Linked DNA regions of Mus musculus: regions 2, 3 and 4 are each linked to region 1. The links are chromatin contacts, called in public Hi-C and promoter capture Hi-C maps. All regions are on one chromosome and are shown on one strand. Each heading gives the region's core, a stretch centred on a gene start, on an enhancer-like site or on the middle of the called end of the contact. The rest is flanking DNA. Distances are from core to core; before and after follow the strand shown.

Region 1 (3,488 bases), core at 277-2,776:
CACTTATTCCAATAGGAGCAGCAGCAATGGTCATAGCCTTTCTAGGTTCTGTATATAGACTCATTACAGTCTGTTCCATTTCACATGGCTCAGACTGGGCACGTCCTTGGGCTTCAAGTGACACAACCTGGGTGCTTGCCTGGCTCCTCTGGTATGTGATAGGCATGACCTCAGGCTGATGCCATCTGTCCCTGCTTCAGCCTCTTCATGTGTAACTCTGGGCAGGCTGCTTCATGGACTGTGGTGAGAGCTAAGTGAGGTGGGCACAGCCTCTGGCACCTGGTTCACTCTGAACTTCCAGACTGAGGCCCTCCCATTTTGCATGCTCTCTGCTGTGCCCAGGTTTAAAACCTCTTCTGCTGTCCCCTCAACTTTATAGCTGACCGTTGATTCAATATTCAGACCACTTCTTACACTGTTAAGATGGCATCTGCTCCCCAGAGCCAAGAGTTCTGATGCCCTGGCAGGCTCTGATGTTGGACCAGGGTCATGAAGTGCAATGGTCAGGGAGGACTTGAACTCAGGCCCTTAGCCTCCCAGGCAATTCTTCCCTTGGCCTAAAAACCTCCAGAGACTTCTAGAAAGCACTTCTGCTTTCCCTTTGGGTTTGCTATGCCAAGTGGGCCACACACCCTTTCTCGCTTGTCCCAGTGCAAGCAAGCTTTCATCATCAGAGTGGCTCTACCCAGCACTACAAAGTTTTTTTGCAATCAAAAAAATTCCCTGAGAACCGTCCTGGAGGCCTCAGCAACCCCAAGTTCCCCGAATTGGCCCAGGTTAAGGAAAATCTGGACACACCCCTTTGTTAAAGATGAAATAGTCCAAGGTAAATCAGTCCCCAATATTGTACCCCCAAGCCCCTAGCACAGGTGGAGGGGTGATAAGAATGAGAAGGAGGGGCAAAAGTTGTGGATGTAACCCTTTTGATACCACGTTAGAGGTCAGGGAAAAGATATTTCACGGAACATTAAATATTCCTGAAAAATCTGGTTGAAAATCAAGATAACGATGACATGGACTTGAGGGCAGAGGAGTAAAGGAGAGGGGGAAAATGCCCCTTAATGATGTCCTAGGCAAAGGGAAGGACAGGGGTCCCCACACCAAAAATCCCAACAAGGAGATGGTATTTGGGGAGTTTCCCCTTCGCTAAATCACAAGTCCTGGGACGACCGTGTGACCGTGTGGGTAGCCCAGACCCCCTCCTCGCATCGCCTCTGCTTTATTGGTGCCCGGGCTTGCACCACTGGACCCCATGGGTGTTTTTCTGCCCGGCTCCCGCGGTCCAGGGGCAGCCAGGCAGGTGGCGCCCGAGCCGAGCGCATCTCGACCCCTCGTCCCAGGTGAGGGAGGGGCCGCGGGGACCCGGCGCCCTGGGGGTCGGGCCTAGGCGCCCGGGACTCGCCCAAGGTCACTGTGCGGGCTGGGGCGGGGGCGGTGCGGGGCGGTCCCGGGCGCGGTGACGCGGGGCCCGTGCTGCGGCGGGGCCCGGGCGCGGGGGGCGGCGCGTCGCGTCCTCCTTTTGTGCGGCGCCGGGCTGGGCTGCGAAGGTAAACAGCGCTTCCTCTTCCTCCTCGCCGCCTCTTCCTTTTATAGCGATTTCTGGCCGCGCCGGGGCCGGGCCGCTGCTGCTGCCGTTTGCTGCTGCTGCTGTCGCTTGCTGCCGCGGCGGGGCCGCTCGCGAACCTGCGGCGGGGACGCGCGAGCCGCCGACCCGGAAGCGGCGTGTGTGCACCGCAGGCTCCCGCCGCCAGCTCGCCCGCCCGCCCGTCGGGCCGCCAGGTACGTGCAGGGCCGGCCGGGAGCCTGCTGCGGCGTCGCCGCCCTGGTTCACCGGGCTGCAGGGAGGGAGCGAGCGAGCGCCTGGGGCGCTGTGCACTGGGAGGCTGGGGCGCGGGGTCCGAGTGGTTGTCCCCGGGCACACCCCTCTTGCAGGCCAGGTGAGCGCTGCAGGGCCTGACCCGGGCTCCGCGCTGCCCTCCGCTAACTTCATTTTGGGGGTGGGGGTGGGGGTTCCAGGCCAGGAGGCTGAATTGAGGAACCAAAAGGGCGAATAGACTCGCACCAGCCTGACTTCCTTCTGCTCCGACCCCCGCCGGCGTTTAAACAGCACTTCCTCTTTGCCCGTTATGTTTTCATCATCATCGGCATCATCATCATCATTATCAGTTTTTTTTTTTTTTTTTTTTTTGAAAAATGGAAGTTTAGTGTTCAGAGGTGGAGGCATTTGGAGCCCACAGGGCTTTCTGGGGGTCGTGCACACACAGTAGGTCTGGAAGGAATCCGTGTGTCCTCTGAATGTGGGTCTTGTGTCTGGGGTGGGAGGAAAGAGGAACCCGGACTTCCTTTGCAAGCAGAGCCCTAGGGGGTTGTCTCAGATCCCCACCCTGCCGCTAGAAATGGAGGGGTGGGGGAGGGCTTGAGTGTGAAGGTGGCGCAGCAGGGAGAGTCACGTGGCTGTGCACCTCTGTCTAATTCTTGGTCCTACCACTCACAAGCTTTGTGACCTTGGCCAAGTTGTCTGCATTCTCTGGGTCTTTCGGCTCCTTGTGTCTGTAAAATGGGCCGCTCTCAGTTCTGGCCTGCAGTAAATGGGACTAGGTTTCCTGGCCTTGAGGTTCAGGGTGGGAATGTCACCTCCCCTTTAATGCCTTCATCCCTTAAGACACGTGCCGGGCGGGAGCACAGGGAGGCTTCCTATAGATAGTTGTGAAATGAATTGGTGGCTGGTAAATTTTGAGAAGTGAGCCCGTAGGCTTCCTCATTTTTGCCTTCTTTGCCCTTAACTTCCACCCCATCATCACCAGAGCCATGTTTTGTTACTTCAGCCTCCAGAAATCCGCGGATCCCTGGAGGAAATAGGGACTCCCTCTGAGGAAGCTTCCACTCTGATTTTGATTGAGACTCTCCCTATTCTTGGAGGGTTGTATTCAGTGTGGAGAAAAAGGAAGCTTTTTTTTTTTTTTTTTTTTTTTTGCGATGACAGTGGAGGTGGCTGGCAGGGTTGCCAGCTGGAATGATTTCCCAGGCCCTGGGCTCCATGTAACTGGGAAGGAGGCTGGGGGAGGTGGCTTTTTCTCCTGTGGTGGAGCCTGCAGAACAGGTCACCTGGCTAGGCTTTCTTCCTGGAGGCACTTTGTAATAAGTATGCTGTAGATTATGAGTGTGTGTGTGTGTGTGTGTCACAGAGAGAGAGAGAGAGAGAGAGAGAGAGAGAGAGAGAGAGAGAGAGAGAGAGGAGGGAGGTATTTGTGCACTTTGGGAAATTTTAAGGAAATGTTGCTTTGTCTAACAGCCATTTCCCCCCTCTTTCTTTTCACATCCAAAGCCTTGTGTGCATGTCTCTGAAGTCTGAGAGCGACTGCTTCTTGCTTTGTTAATTTCTTGACGTGTTGAGACAGGACCTTATGATGTATCACAGGCTGGCCCAGAACTTGTGAATGTTCCAGCCTCTGCTACCCAAGTTCTGAGACCACAGGTGTGTGGCACTG
Region 2 (3,488 bases), core at 407-2,906, 4.7 Mb after region 1:
ATCTGACTTGCCGCCCTGTTCCTCTCTCATCACCTACCACTGGCCCCATCATTCCCTCGAAGTAATTAATGGCACCACAAATATTTAAAGATCCAGTCTCTAACGTAAGCCTGTCATTCAGCTCTGACTCAACTTAGGAGCGGACTGCGCTGACTAATTGCTTCAATAGATAGTGGGGGACGGATTTCTGCCCAAAACTTTAAAGTGTTAGGCATCTTTATTGCTTTTCAAATTGCTGTCACTTTCCACTGTCTGCCATCACATTTATAAGTAGCCTTACCTGCCACACAAATTCTCCCTTGTCAGGAACAAAAATCATCCTTACCCAGGGATTTTAAATTAAAAGCCACAGTGAGTCTGTCTCCCAAATGAAATTCTAACATTTCCTACCAAAATCAACACCCAATCCCTGAGGTTCACACAACAAATGCTTTTCATCTTCCCTAAGAGCACAGCCACAACACAGTCCAGAACTTTAAGAAACGCAATCAAATGAGAACACTGACGCTTCTAAGCCACCACTTTCGTGACTTTTAAAGAAACCATAAACTTCAGTGACCTCGATCTGAAGTTTAAAATACGATCCCATTCATTTGCCCACTGTGGCATCAGGCATACCTTCTTGGACTCCAGCTGTTCTTTCTTTTCTGATTCAGGTGACTTGGCCCAGAAGAAGCCAATAAGAGGCAAAGCAGAGAGAATATCCGAGAAGGCAGCGAACTGGGCGCCGCTCTGATGGCGGCCAAGGAGGCCCCCGTGTCGATGGCGACAGCGGTAGGAGAGCACCAGGCCCAGCGACAGGAACACCAGCACGCACAGCAGGAGCTCCTTGTTGGCCAGGGTGACATCCCCGCATTTCTTATAAAAATAGGTGAAGGTAGCAATGCCAAGAAAAGTCCACATGGCTCAAAAGGCTTCTTTGGTGGCACCAGCCAAGGCTGAGGATTTTGTGTTTTGGGGGTCTCTTGGGGGGGTCTTTTTTCCTCGGAAGGTCTTCAGTGATTAAAATGTCCCCAAAATGTAGTTCTCAAAGGGGTTCGGGGCAACCGGTCGAACTTCTTCCAATAAATAGTTTCAGGATCACGAGTCAGATGTGATCAATTTTTGAAATCATTGAGAGTGCAAATGTATCTTAAGTTGTCCAGATCTTAAAAGGCAGCATTTAAAGCCTGCCTACCCCAACGGCTCCTGATTACACACTTCTTCATTCAGCCAACTGATGGACACGGGCCTCTCTATTGGGCTGAGGGGTGCGAATGTGGCTGTATACTTCGATGTCCGCTCGCCTGGCTGTAAACGGTCTTTTGTCACCAGCAGCAGGTGCTCGGTAGGAAGGAGTCGGGAGCGTAGAAGGATCTGGGTGCTGGGAAAGCTGCCCTTAGCAACACTGCCCCGGCAGCCTTCTCCAACAAAAGATGGCCACGGCGTCCCGAAGCGCGGCGGCAGCCTGGCAGCTCAGCCCTCCCTTGGAGATTCCTCCTCAAGCAAGCCCCGAAGTCACGGCCGGGAACCTGTCCGACCGACACTTGCCTTCCTCGAGAGTGAATGGCTGTCTCGGATGAGCGTCCTTCAGAGCGAGGCGAAGGCTCCTGCCCGCCGGGTCCCCAGCATCCCTCGCGGACAGTAACCAGAGTAACCGCTGCGCGCCCCGCTCGCAACCCGGCCCCACGCGCTTCAGCCGCCCGGCGGGCTCGGCCCAGCCCAGGGACCGGGAGGCGGGGCTCCGGCCCGGCACCGCCCCTTGAGCGGACCCCGCCTCCCACGCCGTCCGAACCAATGAGAGCGCGCACCGCGCGGTAGGCTGAGATGGCGCTATAGAGCGTTTGTCCAATGGCGGGCGGCGCACTCCGCGCGGCGCCAGTCGCAGAGGCGCTAGGGCGATGTTGCGTGGTGCGGGGCGGGTGCGTGGGGTGGGCGCGGGGCCGGTGGGTGAATGGGGCGGTGCCCGCTCGGCCTGGCCGCCGCGGGGTCCTCAGGCCCCACCTGCGGAGGGTGGAGCTCGCTCTGGAGGAACTCTTGGTGGCTCCTGGTGGCTCAAACGCAAGAGAGCTACAGGAGTCATCCGGGCGGACTGGATGATCACGGGCTAGAAAGGCGAGGAGGACGTGACACGCCGGCGAACCTGCCATAATTAGTGGACGAGGACTAAAGAAAATGAGAGAAGTCAGTAGGTGGAGATGGATCACGCCTTTAATCCCAGAACTCGGGATGCAAGAGGATCTCTGTGAGTTTGAGGCCAGCTTGATCTGCATAGCGTGTTCCAGACCAGTCAGAGATACACAGTGAAATCCTTCTCGGGTTAAAGAAAGAATGAGAAAGGAAAAAAAAAAAAAATGTCCTAATCAACAGCAATCCCAAAACTGTTTAATAAGATCATTTTATGTTTTAAGCACTATGCCAGAGCGTTGCAAACATTCATTCAACCCTTACAGCAGTCTTGCAAGAATGGCATTACCTTTCTGTTACAGAAGTAACCGAGCAGTTTATCTGCCGTCGTTCATGAGACTAACAACATCATTTTATACTATCCACAGCTACTGTCATGTAACCGAATTTCAGACTCGACAGTACCATTTAATTATCAAGCTTTCGTTGAGTTCTTAGTTATCTATGGTTTAGGTCTCACCCTAAACACTTCTCAGATATCTTTATTAGTTTCTGCGATTTTTTTTTAAGTCATTCAAACAGGTACAGTTGTTTAACCCGTTTATCCTTTAATAATGAAAGAAGTAAGTCTCACAGAACTGTATCCTACCAACCCTTTGCAGCAGGCACAGCCAACTCTATCTAGCTCCACATTTCTTCCTTCCTTTCGATTTGTTTACTTATGTATTTTGTCTACATGTATGGCTGCACTTTAGAAGAAGGCACTGGATCCCATGGGACTACAGTAACAGTTGTAAGCAGCCATTCGAGCACTAGGACTTGAACTGTGGACCTCTCATAGAAGCCATTGCTCTTAACAGCTGAGTCATCTCTCTGGCCCTAACACCACATTCCTAATGAGGGTCTCTCCATGTTCCTAAGTCCAACCAACAATAAGCTGAAATTCTAGGCAACTTAAATGAGTCTTAACCTTGCCAAATGTCTCCCACCTTTGGGCACTAGTAGGAGAAAATGAGATGTATCTAATACTCTCAAAAAGCAGCATTTGCACAGAACATAGGATGAGATCTTGGTGGTCAGTTCCACATGTCAGGCATACAAAGAGGCAAACTAAAACTGTCACTCCTGAAGCTAAGGAATTGTGTCCGAAGGTAAAACACGGAATTAACTCAGGGAAAAGACTGTCCACATTGAAAAACAGAACTCAGGATCCTTCTTGTTATTCTGATTTTGGCCAAGACAATGCAACCATTACTAGATAATCCACTTAATCGGACATAGATTAGAACATAACAGTCATTGATTATCAATCGCATGACTCAATGCTTTAAAGCTCTATCCCACTTCCACACTATTTTAATTCTTTTGGGCAAACAAAACAT
Region 3 (3,488 bases), core at 296-2,795, 4.7 Mb after region 1:
ACACCCTCCAGAACATTATTAGTCCCTTATAACGGGTGCTCCAAGGGCTCTCTTGCTTTTCTACCACCCAAGAAAACAGCAAGTGCATGCCATTTACAAGCCAGAAAGCATGCCTTCACCAGACACTGAATCTGATGGTAAGTTGGCCTCGGGAATTCTCAGCCTCTACGACATCAGTTTCTGATGCTTTTGAAACTACATAGATATAGTATTTCATTTATTGACATCTGAACATTCTAACACTATTCCTTGGGGATTGGTTTAACCTAGGGTTTGGAGGTTTAACACCTCCCCCAGGGAACTTCTAACATCACGTGGGGGCATTTTTGACTGTGGCACTGGAGGGGGGTTGGGGGGTGTCACAGACCAGCATCTATGGAATTGATAGAATTCTAGCAAGTACAGTACAGTCTCTCACCACAAGGAATCATCTGAAGACAAAGCGTAATCATCACATTAGTTAAGAAACACTGATTTACACCAACCCCTTCTTGGATCCTCTTTCCAATAACACCGATCTTTTTGTTACCAGTACCTATAGCCTCCAAGACAATCTACAACAAAGTTAAGCACTTCCTGAAGTCTCACCAAGTTATTGGGCTCAGCACACTATTTTGCTTCCCTTATATTCATGAAAGAGTTGCTGTCAAGTTAAGCCAGTTTTAAATAGGAAAACACGTTTCTGCACAGCATTACAGTAGGCATAGAGCAAACCAAAAGTTCGACCGCCTTTAAATCCAAGGTGATCTCATACGACAAGAGTTGAAGTGTCTCCGTTTTCAGCATGCATACACCCTTCTCTCTGAAACCTTCCCTCGCCCACGGCTCCTCCTCTTCCACACGCCTTCTCAGTTCCTAACACACATCTCTACTATATAACTTAATACGGCTAATTGCCGACTTCTACCATTCCTTCATGCTGGGATCTCCTTAAACTGGAACATGCATTAGAAGATATAAAACGTCGCCTCACAAAAATGAAATGAGCAGGACTAAATCCGTTAAGTTACCAAAGTAATAATAAAAACTACTACCATTTCCGGGTCACCACCAACATGCCCGTGCCCAAGAAGGTTGCCTCCCGCCCCGCTTCCCCCCTCTTTTTTCACACCGAGGCTACCACATCCCTTCACCTGCAGAAGTGAAATGGCACCTGTGGCCTTGAGTCCATCTGAGCTACCTGTTCATGCCTCAGTTTCAAAAGTCAGTTCTAAACAGTTTGTTTTGTTTTGATCACATAACCTGTGATCATATGTGAGCATAACCCGCCTCCGTCTAGTTGCTGCGGGTGAAGAGGCTCAGGCCCAGGTCCCCAGAGCACAGAGGGAGGCGACAACGCCGGCTAGACCCCTATCACGGTTCCTCCTGGATCTTACCTGGCTGTCCCACCTAGCTCGGTGATATCTAGCCGAACGTCGCACGCCCAGACCCCGACTCCTTTCCTCAGCCCACTTCTGTGGCTGAAACGACCCGCGCGCGCTCTGCGTCATCACTTGGCGCCCGCGAGCGATCACATGATGCCCGGGCCCGGGCCGCCGCCCCTTGGTCACGTGACGGGCTAGGGACTCCAGGACAGAAACCCGGGTCCCGGCAGCTGACGCTCTGCGGCCCGGGACTCTAGGGGGATCCCTGGGGTGGGAGACGGGGACCGGGGCGCCCAGTCCACGCGGCCAGCGTCGGACGGCTGACAGGTGAGTCGGAGGCGGGCCTGCGGGTTCGAGGTCCATTCCTTCCCCCGTGGGCCACGTCCGGTACTGTCCCCGGAGCCAACGGGAAAACCTAGGGCTTGCAGGGTTGGGGTTGCACGCCTGATGTTCACCCACGCCTTCATGGAAATCGCTCTTGCATGCTTCTTTGAAGCTTTTGGGGTGATGCTCAGCTACTTGGCCCATAGCTGAGCTTGCAAGTTTCTCGGAGCGGTGCCTTGCTAATGTGGCTGATCTTGCACTTACTCTCCAGAAAATCAAGTAGTCACTGGAGTGATGATGGGCGAGAGCGCGCGGGGGGGTGGGGGGGGGGGTGGGGGGGGGAATAAAAGTCCTGTCGCTCACTGTGAGTTTGTGCAAGTCGTTCCTCTATACCCTAGTCTCCCTCACCTGAGACATGGTGCTGTAGTCCTTGTATTGGGGGCAGGTAGTTCTACTGGGTCCTGATTCTTCTATGATAGGAAATTTAAAAGTTGGACTCATAAAAAAAGAAAAGAAAAGTTGGACTCTTGATTTCTATATAGATGAGGGATAGTGAAGGAGTTTTATTATCTCTAACCACAGCCAGGGACTCTTTCCTTAGGTCTGCTGTTCTCACTTGTGGGTTTCATGACCCCTTTAGCAAACCTGTTTCCATAAACGTTTACATTATGATTCTTAACAGTAGCAAAATTATAGTTACTAAGTATCAATGAAAATGATTTTATGGTTGGGGTCACCACAACATGTATTAAAAGGTCAGGAAGGAAAGTTGTCTTAGATGTTAAGAATTAATGAATCAGGACTTGAGAGATGGGCCCAGTGGCTAAGACTGTTTGTTTTTCCTGAGGCCCCGGGTTCAATTCTAAGTACCCATGTGGTGACTCTCAACTATCTATAACTCCAGATCCAGGGGATCCAACACCCTCAGACATCCATGCAGGCAAAACACCAATGGACACAAAATAAATATAATTTTAAAAATTCATGAGTCACATTGGGGTGATCCAGCTTATTCCAGAACTTTTCTGGGACAGCCTCTGTTATGGATTTGAGACTGCTTTCTTTAGGGATCTGAGGTTTTGTGAAAAGAAGAAAAAATCCATCTGCTTTTGTCCTCTACACTTTAATTTTCTAAAGATATTTTGTTCTGTACTTACTGGGTAACAGATGCCATTCTTGAAAACACGTTCCTTTGACAAGGGGTTCTTCCTATTTAAAAAAAAAAAAAAAAAAAAAAAGTTACATGCCAAGATCCTAAAACTAAAGCTGCCATACTTTGTAACCTATAAAGTAATATTAAGAAGGGAATTAAGATCTGTGGTTCTGTTCCGTGCCATTAACAATTCAGTTCAACCCAGAGTTAGAGTACTGGTGTTTGCAAGTGCTCTTTGTATGTGTTGGCTAACTTATGTCTCCTGCTCTCAGTAGTGTATAGACATCATGATAACTGGAGCTCAGGGTTCTGCACTACTGTATCTTCAGATCCTAAAACAGTGCTTGGTCTGCAGCTAAGGCCACACTATTAAATTATTTATCAGTTGAGTGTTAGAAGGCTAATATGAAAGTAGAGGTTGTCATTTTTCAAAACGTTTTATTATTTGTGAATCATCACAAATCACATCATGCATCCCAGTCCCACTTATCTCCTCATCCTCTCACCTTTTGCTCTTACAGCCCCTCCTCCAAAACACACACACAGCATAGAGAAACATCTCATTGTGGAAGCTGTAGTGTGTCTCACAGTATATCCCTCTCTCCACACATTTTCACTTGCAAATGTTCATCACAGTGAGTCATTGG
Region 4 (3,488 bases), core at 684-3,183, 4.4 Mb after region 1:
ACCTCTGAGGTGGCTGCTCTAGTACCAACTTGGGAAAAAAATATATATCTGCTGCCTTCTCCTCCCGCCCCATCCGTTTCTCTCCCAAAACTGTTCTCATCCACCAAGAAGAAAGAGTTTCTCTCTGTGCTTGACCACGCATCAGAGATTTCACGAGAGTGGACAGTAGGTGGCAGCAGCAAACGGAGAGGTGGGGCGCTCACGTTGGGGGGGGGGGGGGGCGGAGGGGGGCTTTCAGGTGAGTTGTTGGAAACCCAGATGCCACTTTTAACTGCAGGAGAATGAAAGGAGTCAGTGGGGCTCTCAATGGCCCAGAGATGGGGTGTCCGGCTCACGAAGAGCACACTGCGAAGCAGTCCTGGGCTACGCGCTCTCCCAGACCGGCCATCCTGTATCTAGTTGTACTCCTGTTAATGTTGCAATGAAAATCGCCGGCTCAAACTAAAGCAAGTGGAAGCGAGCCTCTGGAAGTTTTCCAATACTCCGATGCTGGCCAGAAGCCTTCCCACGCTTAAGACCACCCCATCCCAACACTTCCTGGGGTGGGCTGTATGCTGGTCCCAACAGGAGTTCAAGCCCAGAAACCCCTAGGTAAAAAGAAGCCCGACTTGGTCTATACAGAACCCATGCCGCGAGCCTCGCGCAAAGAGCTTGCCAGTTGCTCCAAGTCCCGAGGAGGCACACACTGCAGGGCGTCCTTCCAGGACAGGGGGAGGAGGGGGATGAGAGCAGGGCAATGGCATGGCCCTGGAACCCATTGCAATTCCAAACTTAAATGGAACGCCACGCGCTAGCAATACAGAGCGCCAAAGAAAAGAACAGAGATAAAAGAACTGAACCCTGCACTTCCTCTAGACCGCCTAACCCTCACCAAAAAACACTCCACAGGAAAGCACTCAACCTCCAAAAACACGAAGCTGACCAAAATACCCTCCTTATCCAACTAAACGCCCTTATCTGCTCTGCCAAACCCAAGCGCTGGCGGGACTGTGATCCCGGTGGGCCGGAACCTAGGCACTTCTGTGGACGATCCAGACCCGCAACCTCCGCCCCAGGATGCTTACCTTGCAGCGCAGCTCGCGGCCGGTGTGGATGCACAGTGCCCGGGACACATGCTCGCGCTCAGCTAGGGGTAGCAGCAGGTAGTCGGCGATTCGGCTGGGCCCGGGTGAGCTCACACAGCTGCCGCCGGTCCCCTGCGTGGAGGGCGGAGGCTGAGGGCTGCAGGGCGAGCCAGGGGGACTGAGGTAGTCGGGGGGACTCGAGCACTCAGAGAGGCGCGGACACTTGGCCGCCACTGCCCCCGCGTCGTCCGTGTCCAGCAGGCGTTTGGCCGGGGTTCCCCGGGCAGCCGGAAACAGTAGACCCGGACCGCGGGGCTGCGAGGCGCCGCTCAGGGCAAAACGCACGGGACCGACCCGCATCGCGGCCCTGGCCGGAGCGGCCCCGGCTTTGTAAATCCCTGGATCTGCGCTGTGACTTCTTCCAGTCGGCGGGATGGAGTTTGCAGATAGAGCTTGGATCGGTCCCCAAGAGGAGCCGTTCCAGGACGCTGGCGTTGTCCACCAGAACCACGTTGGCCACGCGTCCAAGGGTGGGAGGCCGGCTAAGGTCTCCAGACCCCCACAGGCACCAGGTCTGGGCGCCTCGTTGGCGGTGGCCGCCGCTATTGTTGCCGAGGCTGTGGATAGTCCGGGACGTGGAGACGGCCCGAGTTCCCGGGTGTTGAGCCTCGAGGACAGGATTCCACAGGCTCCTCGGCTTCTCCGAGCAAACGCACTTCCCAAAGCAATTAGTCTGGCGTAAAAGCCGGTACAACTTTTCCGCGCCGCTCGGAATCCTGCGCGCTCCTGGGCTCCAGGCGTGTGAGCGAGCGAGACGCGCTCCAGGAGAGAGAGAGAGAGTGACCGACTATGAGTGTGTGTGCCGCACTGATCCCGGCCAGTGCACTCCTTCTCCTTTTCCTCCACCTCCTCCGCCTCCCGGTGACTCACGCTGTATACACACACACACTCACAGCCCGGGCTGTGTAAACAGTTGGGAAGCCGGGTTGTGCAATGAGGTGGCTGCGACGACTCCGGCCCCGTCGCCCGGCTTGCAGTCACCGGAGCGGAGGGAGGAGACTAGGGGGGAGGGGAGGTGGAGTTGGAGGCTGGAACTGTAAGGGGTGGCTGGAGGCCTGGGGATGCTCCTGACCGCGCGCGCCGAGGCGCAGGTGGGAACGTCCTGGGACGCCTTGGGCGCGCGCACACGCCCCCCGGGTTGGGCTGGGCAGCAGGCTGCGCGCGCCCCACCGCAGGCCCGCGGGCCCGTAGCCCAGGGAGGGGGCGGAGGCAAAGCTCCCGTGACGTCAGGTTCCCGGGGAAGTGGGCGGGAGGGGCGGGGCAGCAGGGGCGAAACGACCGCTGATTGGTGCGCGCGCATCATTCACACAACACAATGGAGCACCGAGCTCCCGGCGGCCGCGCGCGCACCTCCTGGCTGCGCACCGGCAGCTGGCTGAGACCCAGTGGTCACGCCTTTATCCTAGTGGGTCCCCCCCTCCCCGCCGTTCTGCACTTTGGGGAGCTCCCGGTGGAGCTGTGGGCGCCGTCGAGTCGCGGCTGCAGCCGGAGGAAGGGGCGAGAGGAAAGGTGATGAATTCCATTATCAGTCATTCACCCCCACGCGGTAGTTCCGGGGAAGACCTGTGCGTGGTAGTGAATGTGGCTTTTTTTTTCTTCCCCTCTTTTCCTGCCCCCTCCCAACTCTAATCCCCAGCGTCTGTTCGCTTCCACAAATAGAACCTTCTGTTGGATGAAATAAAAGCAAACACTGGGCCTTCTGCTCTGCCTCCACCTCCACGCCCCTCCCGCGCCTGCCGCCCGCCCGGATTGCACGGAAATAGCCTCTCCAAGCTCCTGGGCCGCCCCTTCGCGGTGACTCGCCGAAAGAGCTTCCTGAGCTCCGGCCGGTGGGAAACAAAGGATGTGGGGAACTGGCGGAAGGGGCCCACGTGGCTGGCGCCAGATTCCTGTCCCCTCCCGCCTGCAATGCGCGCCCGAGGGTCTAGGGCGCCAGTGCGGCCAGGAGTATTGGATACTGGGGTACGGGTCATTCTATTCACTGCCAGGGATACCATCTGCACGCGGACAAGGTCGCATGTATACTTTCATATAGTTTGAGTTGTGTGCTCTTGAAACTGGCTGACCTTGCTCCCTGGAAACAGCTTGCAGTCACATTTTGTGTTGCTGGGTTTTGTTTGGTCCCCCCCCCCCCCACTTCTTTCGCAAACCAGGTCAGTTTGGAGTCTCTGGATCCTCACTTAGCATAGATGCCTATTATCAAAATCCTTTCTTGCAATTATGCTGAATAATTAATTTTCTAAAACCAGGTCAAACCCAAGAATAAATCCTTTTCATCATTAATTCTCCAGTCATTCAACAAACGCTAATTAAGCATCTCCAAGGGTTAGTTAGGCGCTGGGGATTAGGAGACTTAAATTGAGA

Evidence for each region. Promoter capture Hi-C pulls out the DNA fragments that hold promoters and counts their contacts. Hi-C and Micro-C count contacts between places; a contact is called where the count stands out from the background.
Region 2: a promoter capture Hi-C map of pre-B cells shows a contact between it and region 1. The contact joins the promoter of Sqle here to the promoter of Cyrib in region 1. A contact is called at or near these places in 2 of 39 promoter capture datasets (cranial neural crest and pre-B cells).
Region 3: a contact with region 1 is called in a Hi-C map of B cells, with 5 read pairs. The contact joins the promoter of Washc5 here to the promoter of Cyrib in region 1. A contact is called at or near these places in 3 of 39 promoter capture datasets (cranial neural crest, maxillary cranial neural crest and pre-B cells) and 1 of 484 Hi-C or Micro-C datasets (B cells).
Region 4: a contact with region 1 is called in a promoter capture Hi-C map of pre-B cells. The contact joins the promoter of Trib1 here to the promoter of Cyrib in region 1. A contact is called at or near these places in 2 of 39 promoter capture datasets (cranial neural crest and pre-B cells).

Annotation. Positions count from the first base shown.
Region 1 is chr15:64,058,486-64,061,973 of GRCm38.p6, reverse strand. It overlaps Cyrib (CYFIP related Rac1 interactor B), which reads left to right and starts at 1,526. Exons shown (of 13, transcript NM_001360036.1): 1 at 1,526-1,779.
Region 2 is chr15:59,313,260-59,316,747 of GRCm38.p6, reverse strand. Sqle (squalene epoxidase) reads right to left here and starts at 1,656. Exons shown (of 11, transcript NM_009270.3): 1 at 619-1,656. The coding sequence starts at 903.
Region 3 is chr15:59,372,244-59,375,731 of GRCm38.p6, reverse strand. Washc5 (WASH complex subunit 5) reads left to right here and starts at 1,545. Exons shown (of 29, transcript NM_153548.3): 1 at 1,545-1,691. It overlaps Nsmce2 (NSE2/MMS21 homolog, SMC5-SMC6 complex SUMO ligase), which reads right to left and starts at 1,534. Exons shown (of 7, transcript NM_026746.3): 1 at 1,377-1,534.
Region 4 is chr15:59,647,099-59,650,586 of GRCm38.p6, reverse strand. Trib1 (tribbles pseudokinase 1) reads right to left here and starts at 1,933. Exons shown (of 3, transcript NM_144549.4): 1 at 1,065-1,933. The coding sequence starts at 1,424.